Linked DNA regions of Gossypium hirsutum: all the other regions are linked to region 1. Evidence: chromatin contacts called from public Hi-C data. All regions are on one chromosome and are shown on one strand. Each heading gives the region's core, a stretch centred on a gene start, on an enhancer-like site or on the middle of the called end of the contact. The rest is flanking DNA. Distances are from core to core; before and after follow the strand shown. Region 1 holds the start of LOC107896884 (transcription factor MYB16). Region 2 holds the start of LOC107896860 (U2 small nuclear ribonucleoprotein A'). Region 3 holds the start of LOC107896861 (alcohol dehydrogenase 1B).

Region 1 (4,383 bases), core at 992-3,491:
CATGGCAACCTGATATGAAACGTGTAAGACCATGGTTGAAAGATACCATGGCAACCTGATATGAAACGTGTAAGACCATGGTTGAAAGATACCATGGCAACCTGATATGAAACGTGTAAGACCATGGTTGAAAGATACCATGGCAACGTGACGGGGAAATGAATAAGACCATGGTTGAATGATACCATGGCAACATGACAGAAAATGAGTAAGACCATAGTTGAAAGACACTATGGCATCATGTCGAAGATAAATAAGATGTGGAAGAGAAACGCCAAGATATCTGTTGAACAACTAATATTCAGGTAATATAACAAATGGTTAAATGAATTGGTTATACAAAATGGTAATGTGAAATGTTTACAGGAATTGGTCATATGGAAATAAATGTACAAAATAGTTGTATGAAATAATTTATAAGATAGATAAATGAAATAAGTATAGGTACATGGAATTTAAATTATGTTAAGTTTAATACGAACCATTACCGAAATAAATATACCTAAGATATAAAGAAATGATGGTGCATGAAATGTTGATATAATGAAATGAATGATATATGTTATTAAAGAAACGGTAAGAGAATGATATGTATCATGACACGTACATATGAGATTATCTTTTTTATGTTAACATAAGGAAAATATGTAAGTTAAGACGAGTATTAAATTCAAATATGACATATTGAGAAAATAAGAATTTATATGAAAGATGTGTAAGTACACTAACAAGTGTTGTTGTTGATGCTTAGGTAAGTGCCAAGCCATTGATTGAATGGTAATATATTTATTGATGCATTGAATTGATAAGTATTTAAGTGAATTTTTTTTAGTGATTTGCAAGTGGTAGTAATGCTCCGAAACCCTATTCTGGCAGCGGATACGGGTTAGGGGCGTTACATGAAAACCCTTGTAGGTCTAAATTAGAAATTAATTCTACAAGGATGTGGGACACGGGCATGTCCTAGGGTGCTTAGGCCGTGCGAGCCACACAGGCAATCAACACAACCATCTTGAAATGGTCACACGGGCATGTTATCCTTCCACACAGGCGTATGCCCTGTTTTAAAAGCAAATTTCCTAATGTTGGTTTAAGGACCCGAAATGGTTTCGAATAGTTTTCAATGATCAATTTGAGGCTCTTAGGCCCATAATAAGATGATTAAAGTAGAAATTGAAAAGTTTTAATTTGGACTGAGTCTCGGTAATTTAAGATGGGTTGTATGCATGAGATCAAGTTAGGTAATGCCTTGTACCTAGCCCCGACGTGGGTTACGGGTAAAGGGTGTTACAGGACTTCATTTGAAGATTCTGCATGTGATCAAGTTATCATATATGATGAGATCCAATTTCTATAGAAGTCCAATAAATGAAAAAAATGCTTATTTAATGCCATATAGAAGTCTAATTGAAGCACAATTACAAGAGCATATATCGTTCACACTAGTTAGAGATTTGCAAGACAAAAATGCCTATTTAAAGAAGGCTTGTTTACTTGATTATGTACAAGTTGTAGAGAGCTCAAATCTACTTCATCTTAGAAACTTATTTTCAATGTAAATACATTGTAATCAAACTATTATGAGGTTTAACTTGTAGCTAAGTTTTCTAAGAGAAATACTTAGTGGGGAGAGTGATCTTTGTTAATGTATAAGAATGAAGTTACAGCTTGATAAATGAGTTGAACTTAAATCACGTATTATTTTGTTGATATATAATGAATTACTCTTTAAATAATACCTCATAAATATAAAACAAATTCTCAAACTGAATAATCAATCGTGTCTACTTTTAATATTTCAATTGTTGATTCAATTACAACTTAATTAATAATTGAGAACCAACTCAACCCTTTTCCTAATCAAATGATTACGGTAATATTTTTGTAACACTCTTCTTATACATATGTGTGTGTGGGCTTCTTTACCAAATTGCCTACAACTTTAACATTTAACCTTCAATAAATCTAAAAGCAGCTGGAATTATTAAAATACTTTGTTTTTATTGAAATTCAACTTTAGTAGCTAATTAATACATCTTAAAAAATGGGTCAAAATTTTAAAGAAGTCACATCACAGTGAGTAATGTAATGTAAGAAAATTTTGAGAGAGACTTGAAATATTAGATCTGACCCCACACCATTTACTGTACCCTTTTGCTTTCTTAATTGTGAGGACCCAAAAATCCTTCGAAATCTCCATTTTGGCCATACATAAATGGGACAATTTTTGGATGCCCTATGAATCAAGTAAGGCAAAGCTTCGTAGTGAAGTAATGTTAACTAAAGTTGGGTTTTAAATTCTTCATTGCAAATGTTACTTTAGCATATACTCTGACCATCCCATTTATTTGGCGTACCTTTCTTCTCTGCCCATCTCTTCATTTACAAACACAAGCTTCCTCCTCTCTCACTCTTACACAAGTTTATCATATCTTGTGTAAGTAAGAGTGCTGTTAAAACAGAACCCAACTTAAATTTCTTCTTCTTTTTTTTTCTCATTTAATTTCACTATATTGTACCCAATGGGGAGATCACCTTGCTGTGACAAAGTGGGGTTGAAGAAAGGACCATGGACACCAGAAGAAGATCAGAAACTCTTAGCTTACATTGAAGAACATGGTCATGGAAGCTGGCGTGCCTTGCCGGCCAAAGCCGGTGACTAAACCCTAGCCTTACTTTTCTTGCTTACTTCATTCTCATTCCTCTCTCGTTCTCAAATTTTCTTCTTTTACTTTCTGTTTAGGTCTTCAAAGATGTGGAAAGAGCTGCAGGCTTAGATGGACTAATTATCTCAGACCTGATATTAAGAGAGGAAAGTTTAGCATGCAAGAAGAGCAAACTATCATTCAACTTCATGCCCTTTTAGGGAACAGGTCAAGAAAATTTCATCACAATGTTGCTTAGTCAGAAATGATAGTTTTTTTTTTCTTTTCTTTTTCCATCAAGACCCTTGAATATATATTTCAGAGTTTTTGTCCGTTATCACTTTAAAAACATAGCTTGTTTTCTGAACTTGGGTGTTCTCAATTTCTCAACCTATTTTTCCATATTTGGTTGTCAAGTTTAAGTTAAAAATCTCGTTGGATTCAGCTGTATATATATTTGTATATAATGGCCGGACACAGTTACTTAGACGTTGAACTGCTGCCAGTCTACCCTATCACCTATAAAACCCTTCTTTATTTATAGTATGGTATCTTTAAAAGACTAATGGGTTTTATTTAACTCGCAAATCAGTTTTTTGTTTTCATTTTTCTTCCGTCATTTTCTTGTCTATCTGATCAATGGTTTTGTTTTTTTTATCTTTTAGATGATTGAAACATCGAAAGAAACTGTTTTGTGGGCAGTTGACGGTTTCTTTTATCTTGGTTTTGGATAAAGGGTTGTATTTTCTTGTGTCTGCAGGTGGTCGGCTATAGCCACTCACTTGCCAAAGCGAACAGATAATGAGATAAAAAACTACTGGAATACTCATCTTAAGAAAAGGTTAGCCAAATTGGGGATTGATCCGATCACTCACAAGCCAAAATCTGATGCTTTACTCTCCATTGATTCTCAATCCAAGAGTGCAGCAAACCTTAGCCATATGGCTCAGTGGGAAAGTGCTAGGCTTGAAGCTGAAGCTAGATTGGTTCGAGAATCAAAGCTACGTTCACATTCACATTCATTTCAACACCGCCTGACTCGTCCACCAACAGCAGCTTTTGCTTCTTCAGCCGGTGAGCTTGTGAATAAGACAGCTTGGAACAGTACTGCCGGGTGGAGTAAATCCAGTGAAGTTAATAATGGTGTTGTAAACAATGGATTTGGTGACCTCGAATCTCCCAAATCAACACTTACTTCCTCAGAAAATGGGGTTGGATTGAGTTCAATGGGTATGCCAGATTTTGTTGGCACTGCATCAGCTTCATCTCAGATCAAACAAGAAGGTGAACAAGAATGGAAAGGCTTTGGAAGTTCAACTAATTTGGCCATGGAGAATGGGTTCAATGATATTGGAAACGCAATGGAGGATGGCTTCATTAACCTTCTTCTCAATGATTCCACCGACCCCAGTTTATCAGATAGTGGCAAAGAATCTGATGGAAACAGCGGTGATGGTATTGCCAGAGATGATCACTATGAAGATAACAAGAATTATTGGAACAGCATTCTTGATTTGGTGAATTCTTCCCCATCGGATTCACCAATGTTCTAAACAATTAATTAATGCCTTTTGGCCTAAGTCAAAAGAGCCATTAATTACATTTTCCAGTTGTTCTTAAATATTGGAAATCCCCCATCAGATGATTAAACGTTTGCCCCCAAAGTATAACAGCGTTGAGGAACCACTCCTTCAAAACAATGAAATGTACACTGGTAGCTTTTCAATTTTAGTCTTGT
Region 2 (4,179 bases), core at 1,607-4,106, 170 kb before region 1:
CTTATGTTTTAGACTTCTTTTAAAGTCTTTTTAAGATGGAGGAAGTTTGTCTATTATGGAGGATACAACAATCATTTCATCCATTTTCATATCATATTGCTTGAATTGATTCAACATCTTTTCAATATCACGGGATTGTTCCTTAACAGAATGACCATCAACCATTTGATAATTATCGAAACGATTGACAAGAAATTTCTTACTTGTAACATCTTCAGTCATGTATCTTGTATCCAATTTCTCCCATAATTCTTTAGCAGTGACCTCGTTTTGGTAGGTGTCGAACAAACCATCAGATAAACCATTCAATATGTGGCCCATGTACATGTAATCAGCATTGTCCCATTTTTGTCTTTCTCGGGTTGTAGCAACAGATTCATTTTCAGTCTCGTCAGGTCTTGGAGTATCCAAAACATAAGCAATCTTCAAAGTTGATAATAAGAAGTGCATCTTTTTTTGCCATCGTCGAAAATTGCCTCCATGAAACCGATCAAGTTTGACAAAATTGGAAGCCAACTCCCTTAGTGCTCCACTTTCATGAGTTGTGGTAGTCATCATGAAATATAACCTTAAAATTGTTAGTACAAATCTCCGGTGAGGAAAATTTTGAACACACGAATGGAACTCGAACAGAAGAAGAAATAGGACAAGGCTCCAAGGCGTGTATCAAGCCACTATCTTTAAGGTTATATTCGCTCCCACCTATCTTCGGTGTGCAAACGAGTTTCAAGCAAATTAACCTCGAGGATACAATGAAGCCAATGGCTATTTGTGTTTTGCACTGACGAGAATAGCCTAGTACACACTAAGCAATGTATGACAAGGAACTCAATTTCTATAAAGAATTTCTGCAGTAATACTTTATAGAATAATCTAATAATATTAGAAAATGAAGGAAGAAAAGAAAGAATATTAGAATTTGTTGGTATGATTTCCAAATGAAATCTCATTCCTATTTATAGGAATTTTCATGTCTCTTCATACAGACATCTTTCATTAATAGGTGTCTTTTTGAATAATAATGTCTTTAAAACAAACACATAATTATTCATTTAATTATAACTATTCAAATAATATTATTTAAATAGTTATAATTCTTTTTCAAAAAATCAAATAATATAACTTTTAGATTAATTACACCCATTCATTTATAGTTATTGGAACACTATAAATATTTAAAAATGTTCCAACAATAATTAAATTTATTTAATATAAATTACATAATATATAATATAAAATACAATAAGATATTACAAAAGTAAAAAAAAAAGTTGGATTTGAACGTTGGATGTTAGAGCTCAAGCTTGAGTCACATTGTATACGAGCTTTTTTTTGCCTAAACCAATCTTTCTAAATTTTAAAATGTTATATTTGAAACGGATCTTCAAGTTTAAATGATTTGAACAAATCTAATTATTAAAAAATACTTTTAATGATGAAACAAATTATTTAAATTAATTTAGATTTTCGAGTCAATAAACTTAATCATCAATTCTTATATAAGTCACAAATATTTAATTTGATCAATTTATATAATTGAACTTCCATTATTATAGATTATGTAACTTATGCTAATTTTATTGAGTAAAAAGTTACCTTAATATGCATACGATAATATTTTAAACATAATCCAATGCTATACTAAGTCACTTATGCATTCCTAGTAAACTTTTCCATTAGAATTACTTAAGTATAAGGAAGGTTTTAGAATGAGATTAGTAATTAAATTATTTAGATTATTGGTTTTCAGTTTGACCGGTTTGATTGATTTGTCATACTTGATTAAATAATTCAATAAAAAATGTATAAAAAAATTAAAACTAGTGAAAAATTAGTTAAATTGATTTTTTTAGTTCAATTCAACTAGTTTGTATTGGTTTATGGTTCAACCTATCTAATTTTTATAATCGGATCGGTACTTCGATCGGTTCCCGATTTAATCGGTCCAATCAACTGATCCGGTCCGAACAACATTAAATATAAGTGACTTAATTTGTTAATAATTAATGTTTAGTGATATATTTAATGAAATTATAAATTTGTGACTTAAATAAAAATTAATGCTAAATTAAGTGATTTATAATGTAAATTACTGTATTATTTCTATTTGTAATAAAGGAGACAGAAAGGATTGCCATAAGTGATTTATAATGTAAATTATTTAATATTAGTTTTATTGTAAAAAATGCTTTTTAACCAAAAAAAATTACCAATTTAAAGGATTAATTTGTTTGGAACTTGACAAGCTTGGGGAGAATTGAGGATAATGATGAGTGGCCAACCCTGTTTGCAATAATGTGTTCACTTATATGGAAAAGTCACAACAATTTTATTTTCAATAACAACTACAACAATATTGATGATGTTGTCAGAACAAGTGTGGCTTGGGCTACAAGCTTTAAGAATTTAAAGTTAGGTGAAGTCTATTATGACCAAAGAATAAGATGTGAAGGCTGGATGATACTAGAGAGAGGGTGGACTAAGCTAAATACTGATGGAGCAGTCTCAGTCTCTAATGGGCCTGCTTAAATTAGAGGTGGAGAGGAACCAATGTTCAAGGTCGAGGAAAGAGCTATTTTAGAAGGACTAAAAACAACATGAGAGTGAAAACAATTTTAATGGCATTGTGGCAAATAATAGGATTTCGGAGTTACGATTGATTTATCATTTCTTAAATCGTGATTTAAAAGTACATTTTCGACATATTTTTAGAAACTACAATAAAACTGCTAATCATATTATTAAAATTGCAAGTTAAAATTACAATGAAATGCATGGCTTTTTATGGTGTTTCCTGTTAAAAAAGAAAAAAGAAAAAAGATAACCAAGCCCTCTTAGTGGCTACAAAATGTTGTCGTTTTAACAGCTGTTTAAGAGCGGGTGAAAAAAATGAAAACGGAACCAAAAGAAATGAATTTTAAGGAGTAAAGGCGCAAAGTGGCCGACTCCGACTCGCCGCTCCCACACTTACGCAACGCAACGCCTCATTGAACAAAGAAAGTGGCGGTGGTTTAGGGTTTTAGCAGAGCAAAAACATAGAAAAGAAGGAAGTAGGTAGGCATGGTGAAGCTCACGGCCGACTTGATTTGGAAGTGTCCTCACTTCTTCAATGCCCTCAAAGAGCGAGAATTGGATCTTCGAGGTGCTGCTTCTCCCTTCTTCCGCTCTAACCCTAACCCTCATAATAATGTTCTCAAAATTCCCTTTCTTTCCTTTTTCCCCTTTCAGGTAACAAAATTGCTGTAATCGAAAACTTGGGTGCTACCGAGGTGTGTATTACTTTGTTTGTGTCAATTTTTAGTGCATTCATAGCTTTAATTTACTGGTGGGTTCCTTTTTTTTTTGTTACATTTGCTCAATTGATAGGACCAATTCGATACCATAGATTTATCTGACAATGAGATTGTGAAGCTGGACAACTTCCCTTATCTTAAACGCTTGGGTACTTTACTTATAAACAACAACCGAGTTACTCGTATCAATCCCAATATTGGGGGTAAGCTTTGAATCAACACTTCAATTTCCCTTGTACTTTAGCATGTGCCCTTTGCCTTTTGATGTTGTCTCTTGGTAGGAAGGCTCTTATGCTGTTCACATTTCCCTTTCTTGCAGAGTTCTTGCCAAATTTACATACGTTGGTTCTCACAAATAACCGGCTGGTGAACTTAGTGGAGATTGACCCTCTTTCATCACTCCCTAAGCTGCAATTCCTTAGCCTGTTGGATAACAATATTACAAAAAAACCTAATTATAGGTTATATGTGATTCACAAACTCAAATCACTCCGTGTTCTGGATTTCAAGAAAGTCAAAGCTAAGGTGATTGGATATGCTAAACTATTATTTTGTCTTTTTATACGGTTTTAATCTGTTATGTTATGCATTTGCTGTTGCCTATGTGAAATTGCTGTGTTTAATTGAGAAACTTCTGGCAGCATACCTGTATTTATTCTCCTGATAGTATTTGCCTGACTGAGCCTTTAGCTTTGTAAATCTGAACTTCCTTTTTGACATTGTTTAATTACTTCATGGTTTGGTTTGAATATATATTTTGCAGCAGCACGTGTAGGTTCACGTAATGCTGTTATGTGGTGACTGATTGAGAATTAGATAATCGATGGAACACTATTAGATGTTAGAATGGTATCTTAGTTCTTCTTCTTATTCTTTTCTGGCCTCG
Region 3 (4,184 bases), core at 943-3,442, 210 kb before region 1:
ATTTTATTTCCCCGTGAAGGACTTCTGAAAATAGATGGTAGGAGTACCTAATTTGCTTTTTGTGCAAAAACACTTTATTTGTGAGATAGGTCCAAAATACAAATAGTAAAGAATCACATTTAGTGAGAAATGGCTTCCAAGTTAACTAGGTAAACTTCACTTGCAACATAGATTCAAAAGACATACAGTACAAATATAATTGCCAATAATCAAGATACGATAATATTATTTCCAAGTTGGCAATAGAAGAAGCCAACAGAATACTCTAAGGTTTTCTGGTGATATGCCAGTTCAGGTGTTCAGCTAATTTCTTTAAAGATTGGATTAAGTTCGGTTTCTCATCCATGAATTTTTAACATAATTAAAAATCTCTCGTTGTTTTGTGCTAAGCTTCTTGTGAACTGGAAATAGCTTTAACAACCATTTTATTCCTGTACAACTTAATATATAAGTTAGCCTGAAATCCATATGCATGGTGTGCATCTATCTTTATCCTCTAACAGTTATGCTATCATTTATGCTTTCTTAGGACTCCTAGGTGCCTTTTACACCTTGTATATTGAAGACAAACACACTGACTTTTTCAAAATGACTAGTCAAACCAATTATCTTGTTTCAAAATCAGCTTAATATATAAGTACCTTGAACCAACACCTCCGACTCCAATCACAGCAATGGAATCCCCAGGGCAGACCTCAGCCGCATGTCTCATGGCACCATATGCAGTAAATACAGCACATCCTAAAATTGCAGACTCAGTGTATGGCAATGATTTTGGCAAAATAGCTAAACCATGTGCTGGAATGACACAGTATTCAGCAAGGCCTCCCATGCTATACATGTATACCGGTTTTCCTACACAAATAGCATAACTTCAGTTATTCAACAATGATGTCAATAGTATGCAGATAAAGTTACAGCAAAAGAGCAAACTGATGCGTAAGATGGTTGACACGCTGCAGTTAAAAGGCATTCAAGAATCAAGAAGCACATAGACAAAATTCCGGATAACCATGCTTTCATTGAGAGAAAATGTAGCAGGTTCATCATAATATAGGAAAATTAATAATAAAAGTACCACTGTTGCGGAGGAAAAGCCGTGTTTCCCCATCATAAAGGGTCCCCTTCGCTCGATTATAGGAAAAGAAGTCTTCACATAAATCATCATGGCCCTATCTCCCAAAAACGAAATGATAAAAAGATTGTAGTTGTCGTGATAATTGAATTGAAATGCAAGCATAGCATCTCAAAGCAGGGTACCTTAGAACAGAAGAAACAGTTACCACAAGGCATGATAAACGCTCCCACCACTTGAGATCCAATTGGAAATCTGAGAACAACCAAAATGAAAATTATAAAGTCCATGCGGCCGCCAATCTCTATCTCCACCAAAAACAATTGTGACAGGCATAACTTAATGAGAATGTGCAAAGAACATGAATGAATGCAAGAAAAAGAAGTGATCTCATTCTATACACAGTAGAAGTAAAGAATGTAATTAAAACCTTTCGATGATTTTGCGATCGGTAAGTGGCCCATGTTCAACGATTTCCCCCGTTACCTCGTGCCCGATAACACAAGGACTAGAAAATGGTATTTCGCCTTTTATAACATGAAGATCAGAGTGGCATACTCCACAGGCTGTAACAAAAGAACCCAATGGAGTTGACCCATTTCAAATCTTGGTGTTTCCTTTCACAAGAAAAAGAAAAGAAAAAAAGAAAAATACCCTTGGTTTTAATAAGAACTTCTCCAGCTTTTGGACGAGGCATATGAAATTCTTCAATAGTGAGGGGGGTGTCAGGTTCCCAGAAGACGGTCCCTCGCATATATCCACCAGAGCTGACATGATAAGCAGCCGAAGATGATGGTAGGCTCCTCTCCGCCTTGTCGATGTTGTTAGCAACGAGATTCGAAAACCAACGAGAGGACAATAAGATGGTAGGATTGGTGGGTTTAGAGGAAAGCAGGTTCCTGGAGATGGCAATCCGACTTAAAATTGATGGAAAACCCATTATTATTCTTGTGATCTAGTGGTGGAAGTTGACAATCGGCGAGCGGAGCAGTGGAATGGAGTGGGACAGTGGATGGGACTTCTTAGTTTTGACTTAGTACCATCCTAAGGTCTTAGCTGAGTTTCATCCGCCACGTCACCATTTTTGGGATAATTATCCTCGTCATCACGTGTTTTTTACGTGAAAGAAAAACCTACCCAAAAAAGTGGTACTATAATAATGGAGATACCAGTATTCCTACCACTATAGTTGTTCAAATCTTTTTAATTATGCAATAGTATTCAAACTTATTATTTTTTTATTTAGGGATTGGAGAGAGATTAAGAATATTTTTAGTTATTATGTTAAAAAGAATAAGTATAATTAAAATAAATATATATTTTTTGATTTACAATTTTATCTATTTTTATTTAATTGATATAATATTATAGTTTTTTTTTGAGAAAATAGATTTTATTTTCATATGGTATAATTTATATAATATATAAAAAAATGTAATATTTGTTATATTGTTTTTTTTTAAATGGATCATGTTCCGATTTTGATATTAAAGCTAATTTTATAACTTAGAACAAGACCTTCAAACTTATCCAATGACTTGGTATTAATTCAACTAATTGGTTTGATAAATATATTTTATTGAATAGAATATCACAATCCAATCATTATCCTTGTTAGTATTTTCCTGTAAAATTTTTTAACTTGATATGTTAATTAAACTGCATTCATATGACGTAGTATATGAATAATAGGAAATAAATATATTAAATTGACAAAATTTGATGGAAATTACTAACAATTATAATGATTGAATTAGGGTTTTTAAAATGAAAAAAAATAGAAATTGAATTTATAACATATAGGAGTAAGGGCCTGTTCTACAGTGCTTAAAAAATGTACTTCTGGCTTTAAAAGCACTTTTAGAAGAAAAGCGGTGCTAAACAAGCTATTTCTTCTGAAAATGAGAAGCTAAAATTTTTAACTTTTCCTCTCCCAAAAGCACTTTTAGTGTTTAATTACTTTTTCACCTCTAATAACATAGTATTTCCCTTTTTTTTTCTTGGTGGTTAATTACAAATGTGTTAAAATTATTAATTAAAAATAAAAAAATATTTTTTTAAAATACTAATTATAAATATTTAATGGTTATATTTAAATATTTAAAATATAGTTTATATATTCTAATTAAATTTTCTAAATAATTAATATTAATTGCTTAAAAATATTTAAAATTTATATTTCATATATTAAAATATAAACAACAAGTTATAATCATTTTTTTATATTCTTAATAAAATATAATAATATTAACTAATTTAAATATTATTTAAATACATATTTGTTACTTGATAATAACATGTCTAAAATGGACATTTTATTTCTCAAAAGTACTTTTTTACGGCAATGCTAAATACTCAAATTTTAAACTAAACTTTTCAAAAGCACTTCTTAAAAGCACTTCTCAAAAGCATTGCCAAACTAGCCCTAAATCTCAAACTTTATAGAAATACAAGAATAATAGCATGTTTTTAACCTAGTAAATAGGATGAAAACTTACAAACGATAATGAATCTTATTTGACTTGGCGTTAAGGTTACAATAACTTTCGGTAAAAAGACTTCTTTGGTCTTTTTCAATTTTGATATTGAGCAAATTTGTCTCTTTCAAAAAAGTCATAGCAATATAATCCATGTTAATTTCAAAAGTGAGTAACTAAGCACAATTAATCGCAATATTAATGTTTTTGTAAATTCTACATATTTTTATTGATATAATAACAAACTTAGCCCTCAAGGTTTACAAATTCTGTCAATTTGGTCTTGATTTAACAAATTTAGCCTGTCATATTTATGCATTAGGCCAAGTTAGTCTTGATTCAATAGATTTACATAGAATATACAAACATCAAACTAAATATGTTATTATGCCAATCAAAATTTGTATAATTGATGAAAAAATTAACAATGTGTTTAATTTTCACTTCTGAAACTGGCAAGAATTAAATTGTATAAATTTTAAAAAAAAATCAATTTGCTGAATATGAAATTGAAAGGAATTGTAGAGGTATTTTTAAGGAATTTTTCCAAATAGATATAGGTTAAAAGGATCCAGCGTAGTAAAATGAACAGTAAATTCAAAATTTTAAGTTGGATAATAAAAAAAATAAGT

Evidence for each region. A called contact is a pair of places that touch in the nucleus more often than the background predicts.
Region 2: a contact with region 1 is called in a Hi-C map of leaf, with 1.6 times the contacts expected there. The contact joins the promoter of LOC107896860 here to the promoter of LOC107896884 in region 1. A contact is called at or near these places in 6 of 34 Hi-C or Micro-C datasets (anther, callus and leaf).
Region 3: a contact with region 1 is called in a Hi-C map of leaf, with 3 times the contacts expected there. The contact joins the promoter of LOC107896861 here to the promoter of LOC107896884 in region 1. A contact is called at or near these places in 3 of 34 Hi-C or Micro-C datasets (all in leaf).

The regions. Positions count from the first base shown.
Region 1 is chrA10:89,531,124-89,535,506 of Gossypium_hirsutum_v2.1, reverse strand. LOC107896884 (transcription factor MYB16) reads left to right here and starts at 2,241. Exons shown (of 3, transcript XM_016822182.2): 1 at 2,241-2,655; 2 at 2,744-2,873; 3 at 3,406-4,383. The coding sequence starts at 2,523. The coding sequence ends at 4,198.
Region 2 is chrA10:89,703,553-89,707,731 of Gossypium_hirsutum_v2.1, reverse strand. It overlaps LOC107896860 (U2 small nuclear ribonucleoprotein A'), which reads left to right and starts at 2,856. Exons shown (of 8, transcript XM_016822156.2): 1 at 2,856-3,142; 2 at 3,229-3,269; 3 at 3,367-3,496; 4 at 3,613-3,818. The coding sequence starts at 3,061.
Region 3 is chrA10:89,745,137-89,749,320 of Gossypium_hirsutum_v2.1, reverse strand. LOC107896861 (alcohol dehydrogenase 1B) reads right to left here and starts at 2,192. Exons shown (of 8, transcript XM_016822158.2): 1 at 1,730-2,192; 2 at 1,506-1,641; 3 at 1,261-1,330; 4 at 1,079-1,172; 5 at 642-855. The coding sequence starts at 2,015.